2 separate regions of the Danio rerio genome follow, and region 2 is linked to region 1. Evidence: chromatin contacts called from public Hi-C data. All regions are on one chromosome and are shown on one strand. The core of a region is the stretch at or near the end of the contact, and the rest is flanking DNA. Distances in the headings are between cores, read along the strand shown.

Evidence for each region. Hi-C and Micro-C count contacts between places; a contact is called where the count stands out from the background.
Region 2: a Hi-C map of hematopoietic stem cells shows a contact between it and region 1, with 2.6 times the contacts expected there. The contact joins the promoter of bend5 here to the promoter of dnttip2 in region 1. A contact is called at or near these places in 2 of 18 Hi-C or Micro-C datasets (caudal fin and hematopoietic stem cells) and 1 of 4 datasets of contacts at active chromatin or transcription factors (embryo).

What each region holds. Positions count from the first base shown.
Region 1 is chr8:17,041,451-17,044,603 of GRCz12tu, forward strand. dnttip2 (deoxynucleotidyltransferase, terminal, interacting protein 2) reads left to right here and starts at 1,715. Exons shown (of 7, transcript NM_001145786.1): 1 at 1,715-1,843. The coding sequence starts at 1,766. gclm (glutamate-cysteine ligase, modifier subunit) reads left to right here. Exons shown (of 7, transcript NM_199845.1): 7 at 4-1,093. The coding sequence ends at 176.
Region 2 is chr8:17,285,006-17,288,158 of GRCz12tu, forward strand. It overlaps bend5 (BEN domain containing 5), which reads right to left and starts at 1,457. Exons shown (of 6, transcript NM_001327767.1): 1 at 1,158-1,457. The coding sequence starts at 1,326. It also overlaps a transcript of agbl4 not described here.

The sequences.
Region 1 (3,153 bases), core at 465-2,964:
TAGAGCTCATCAGTGCAGCAGGTTTTCAGGAGGCGGTGCAGGGCAGCAGTCAGGAGCTGCAGGTGGACGACTGGAGGCTGGAGTGGGTTTTGCGCTACTCCATTATCGTCAAGAGCAGAGGCATCATAAAAGCAAAGGGCTACATTGTTCATGCTAAAAAGAGCAACAACCATTAACTGGGCTTTTCGGCTTCCTCAAATTTATTCCACCAAACTGTTGTCCTCTATTACATCATTGATGGGTGGCTTCGTCAGCACACTAAAGTGAATTTGAGTTATCCGAGGAACAAAAAAAATCACTTGATGCATTTTTCCTGATGATTTCAATTATTTAGACAGCGAGCTGTTTGTGTAGAAACATGCAAAGTGCCTGCTTTTCTGTTGTTGTTTTTTTTGTTGACTTTGCCTGGTTTAATTTGCAGTAATTATCCAATAGGTTGATGGGATAGAAAATCAGGATTTAAGAACCAAAAGGTTGTTTTTGTAATCAAATATTTTAAGTACAGGGCCTGTTTTAATGTTCCCGTGACCTTGTTTTCAGGAGAAAAAAAAAAGACATTCACACCCTTATGCCCTTATGGTTGTGTTGAAAACTTTTTTTATTTCAAGAAGTTTACCACAGAGATTTGTTTCCGAATTAGTTTTAGATTTTTTTAATCTTTTAATTTTAATGTCCTGCTGGCGTTTTTTATGTTCGTATAATTTATTTTTTGCTTTGCTTGGAATTATTTTTATTATCATTTTATCTCTTTTGCATCCCTTTGCTTTGCTTACCTGAGATAAAATAAATATTAAGGTATGTAACTGTATGCTGTTAAAATGCATGGCATAAACAGCCTTGATTCATTGTGTATATAAAAACACTGGAAACAAAAGTCCACACTTGAAGAATACCAAGGCTTATCGCTCCAGTATGGAGTGAGTAGTCAGAGTATATATTTTTACCTGTGTTATTTATTCATTGTAATGGCAATTCCTGTTGGATCCAATCCTATAAGAGAGATTGTTTCTTGTACTGTACATGTAATTACTATTTTCCCATATTGTGATGAACATTTTTAATCTGGTTTATAAACTTCGCAATTGAAAATGGATTTTTCTGTGGTAATTCTTTTTATTTTATTTTATAAATTTAACTCCCATTAAGGAATATTTCACCCCAAGATGAAAATGATGTAATTTACTCACCCTCCACTTGTATAAAATCTATTTCATTATTATTATTTTTACTTCTGTAGAACACAAGAGAAGATATTTGGAAGGATGGTGGAAACCTGTAACCATTGACTTCCATTTGTTTTTCCTAATTTGGATGTAAATGATTACAAGTTTACACCATTTTGTGTTAAACTCATAATGTTGGGAATCATTTGAGGGTGATGAATTGTTAGTAAATTTTTGGGGTGAACTATTCATTTAATAACAACACACACCCACACACACACTGAGTAGACAAAACGCCGTGAAAATAAACAGGAACCAAGCAAAAACAATGGCTCGGGTAAATATGAAAGAAAAACAATGTCTCAAGTCCTCAGGTTTCCACTTTACCCAATTAAACACCCTTACTTTTATATACAACATACATTTAAATGTACATTATAAACAACTTGTTATCAGTGGAACCAGGACGCGGATCCATATCATCATTTGCAACTCACCCAACGCTCTATTCTGCTCGCTTTCGTGCATCGATTAATCGCGTCTGTACATTCGGAGAACGTGGGTCTCGTGGGCGGAAGTGCGTCCGGAGCCATAGTGGCAACATGGTGGCCACCAGAAGAGGAACACGCGCAGGTTCCCCGGTGAAAAACACCAGCGATGAAAACTCTGAAAACGCTAAGGTCTGTTTGTCAATTATGCATTTTAATTGTTGTTTATGTTTTTATTAGCTGGAGTTCAGTGTGAGGTTGTTTTGTGGCGTTTTATGTGTATTGGTAAAAAAGCCGCATGTGTGTGTGGAAACATGTCCGAACATGTGTGGGAAAACGCGTTGAACTTCTAAATAACGATAAAAGTTAAGAGTATGTTTCTTGTTAATATTTTGTGTTTTTTTCGACTCTCGGTCAAATATAAGTCATGCACTCATATGTATGATTGCATTAATAGAGCCATATCTCGCCATATGTGATATTCCTGTAGCGTGGAGTGTTCATATTTTGTTCTGCAGTAATCACGATATCAGAGATTTTCATCAGTAATTACAGTATAAGAAAAATCTAAATTCCAACCTTTATTTGAAACTGATGTAAACGTCAAGTAATCCCAGTTCTGTTCTTTTTTTGTTTGTTTTTCTGCTCACACAATCAAGACGTTATTTATGTTTGTGATGTGATCATCACATGTTGTGATGTCTAATAAAAGGCTGTTTTAGACACTTTATAAACGGGAAGAACAAAATAAGTTGTTTTCAATAACGTTAGCCATTTCTTAAAGTAGATTTAGTGTTTACGTTTATACGTTTTTAAGCAGCAGACAAGGCAAATTGAGGTAACGCTGAAGTTGGTTTTATATTCGCATATTCGTTCAGTGACATTCTCCCTTTTTGTTTACTATGCTACTTTTTTAAACTATTATTAAGGAGAAAATCTGAATGTGTGACTCTAAAATCTAGGATGGTGTAAAAGTGTGACTACATGAGTGAGATGTTTATTTGTTCTTTTACAGCCCGAACTATAAACGCAAAGCAATAAAACAAAACAGTTTTTTTAAGAGTGCAAGACTTATATTTGACTGAGAGTCGAAAAAACAACACAAAATATTAACAAGAAACATACTCTAAGAAAATAAATAAACAAAAATTGGTTGTCTGAGCAATATGGCCGAATTTTACATTTTTGTGTTAAATTTTGGCAAAATGTATCTCTTTAAACCTGTATTTTATAAAAGTGTCATGACGAGGCGAAAATTGAAGTCTTGCAATGGTAGTTTTTATTCAAAACGGTATTTGTTGAAATAACCAAATAACTAATAATTACACCATTGTGTCTAGGGATGAGCCGGTATAAGATTTCAATGGTATGAAATACTTGTATATAAAATAGCAGTTTCACGGTATCACAGTATTGTAATTACTTTTTTAACATATGTTCTTTTTTTAAATGTCTGGGTAAATAACAACATTTATTTCCATTGAACACAATTTAGTTTGTTT
Region 2 (3,153 bases), core at 207-2,706, 240 kb after region 1:
TCTAAGATCTACAGTGTTAACAATGTATTAAAAGTTTTACATTGGCCAGGTGTGGCACATGAGCCTCAAGGTCGGCCGCAACAGATTGCAGACTACTTAAGTTCATGCAAACTGATTTAAAAGCTGTACTGAACTCCAGACTTCTGTCCCTAACGAGATCAGGGTTGTAAGAGCAGGTTAAGCCACACATGTAGATTAGTAATGTATCTAAACGGTCCTGATTGAAGAGTGGCAGCAGTGAAAGTGGCCAGTTTTTCTTTTTTTTTCTTTTTCCCCCAACTAAAGGAGGAAGTGTCACATGATAACAGATCTGCCACCAACTTTGATTTAAACCACGTATACTGCAATACTTATAGCAAGATATGCTGGTTATAATTTAACAGTACACCATGCTGACGGAAGGTTTCAAACAAAATGAAGGGCGTAAAAAATAAAGGCGACAGAAAATAACCTTCATCTTGCTAGCTAATAGGATGAGAGTAACCTAGCTGCTTAATACAAACACAACAAACATTACAATACATGACTTTCTGATTATCATATTTACTTCTTCGTATCGTTAGCAGTTTAGACATGCTGTCAGGGATATAATTTGATGTATTTAGTAGCTGTTCAGCTTCTGTGCACTGCCGACAAATGAAGGAAACGTTAGCAGCAAGCTAACAACCGCTTAGCATCTTGAGCCTCCTTTTAAAACCCTCTTATTTTCGTTTCAACTTGTCATTGCTTATTCGACAGGCAGTGTCGTTAGTTTAGAATCAGACTGTCGTGCTTGTCAAAAGTAAACATAGACAAGTTTGTCTAAAACAACCTCCGCTAACACGGCAAGCTAAAAACACAAATTTGACACTTTCTCCGTCTGCATGTATTGATCATATCAAAACATCGCAGATTTTATCGTTAAATCTTCTCATAACGCATGTTCGTGTAGCTCACGTGAAAATTAAATGACATTTTATGTGATAACTTTTCATATCATGTCATGATTATGATGCTTCGCATATTTTAATGCACCGGAAAAAAAGGAAAAATAAAATTGACAAAGTTGCCTGACATTTCATAGGATCTGTTAAACATTAAACACCACCGTCACGAATGATACAGTTATGCATAAAGGTTATCATTGTATATAACATAAAGAGAAGAGCAGAACTCACCTGCCAGGGCGAGGATGTGTGCTTTGGCAGGCTGGCCTGCGCCTCTCAGCACCACATACACCTTCTGATCATCAAAATCTCTTTTGTGCACAGGCTGGAAATCTTTCACGTCTGACACAGGTAACGCGTAGCACATATCGTCCTCCAAGAAACGCACGAACGCGTACATTATTTTTGCTCTTTGGTCCCTGCTCTTTGGGATAGGGCTTGACAGTTTCCCTCAAAAAAGATTTTAAAAAACATATATAAACACAAAGAGGGGGGAGACAGTGGGGAGGCCTCTGCGATCGACTGGTTCTGTCTGGCTGGTGCGTCTCGGTTGAGGAAATGCAGAGCCTCGTCGCTTCAGACTGTACTAATCAAACGAGAAGTGATCAGAGGTTTATTTGGGGGGTTCAGCTTTTCTTTTTTATTATTAACAAGAAGTTTTCTTATACAACAAAATCACTTTACATTTCTTAAAAAGAATAGAATAAATGAAAAAAAGAAATTTAATAAAAAGAAAAAGAAAATAAAAAACAGAGGAGAGGGTAGAAATACATGCCAATGTATTACGCACATTTTTCCAATTTTAGTTCTTAACAAAAGTTATAAAATAATAGTGACTTATTTCTATACAAGACATTGGTATTATTCCAAAAAAGAAAACTATGTGGGCAGAAGTTGTGTTTATAAATTAGTCTCCATGTTGTAAGCACTTGTTGGTGAAATTTAGAGAGTTTGATTGGGAGTTTTTCAATTGTATTCTGCTTGTCATATGCTGGTAATTATAACAACAAAAGACATCAAAAGTAAATATCATGTTAAAATTAAATTAACTTAATGTGTTAATAATAATCATTATACTAATATCATAGTATAATACAAATAATATCCACTTTTTATACACTGAGGAACCTATAAAATAAATAATAAATTAGAACATTTCAGATAATAAGGTTTCACAACAAATGTATTAACCAGAGAATACTGAATGAGAGGAGAAATTACCTTTGTGCATTAGTTTGAAATGCTCTTGGTATTGTATTTTGTGGCAGTAGTATTACAAAATCAGTGGCAAGAGCTATTTTCAGTGTTCATGCAGATCATTATTATTTTTTAAGAATAAGTACATTTGGATTCTCTACATGACTAGTGTAATTTACTGTACCACACCCTGTTATGAAATCCTTTCTTATTCTAGACTTTGTTATACCAGTATGCGCAAAACCAGTTTAAAACTGGCTTTCTTGTCTTTCAGCTTGCATCTGCAGTAGCATAATGAGTCTGTACGTGTCACTAATTACTTCTAGGCCTGTGCTCTTCTCTGAACTGATCTTCAAATTCTACATTACATCTCATATTTACAGTACAGTAATAATTACAGTAATGATAAACATACCAATATTATTGCACTATACTGGTCTAACAATTTTGGGGTTATTTGAGGTCTGCAAATAATTTTAATAAATAGTTTCTAGTTTCTTTTGAAAATTAAAGATTTAGATATGAGATATCAAATAATGCTAATTCTTTTTAAACAATGCACTGGCTAATAATTCATTAAATATATTGATGAATGCAGCGTGTTGTTTTTATATGTCCCACAAAACATAGCAAGGTGTACAAAAAGGTGGGCTTTTGTAGTCATTCCATATCAAATAAGAAACTGTCTGATAATGTTGTTATAAACGCATGATAAATAATGTAAAATGAGTACTATCAAAAGTGTTTCCAGTATAAAATACCTTTTTTTCCTAATGTACAGTTGTTTACAGACAGATGCATCAGGTTTGAGGACTAAAACTGATGTATATAATTACTAATTAATCCATCTACAGTCAAAATTACTTTTAAGAAAAGGCTGCTCACTTGGCGACTATATTTTGAGCATGCAAAACCAGAATCTTGATATTTCAACAACTCACAAGAGTCACAATAAACGTCATATTGTCAAATCAGTAACAAATCTGGCACAATCGTCTTTCTTATTCTCAAACAGCATTTAAAAAGCTAA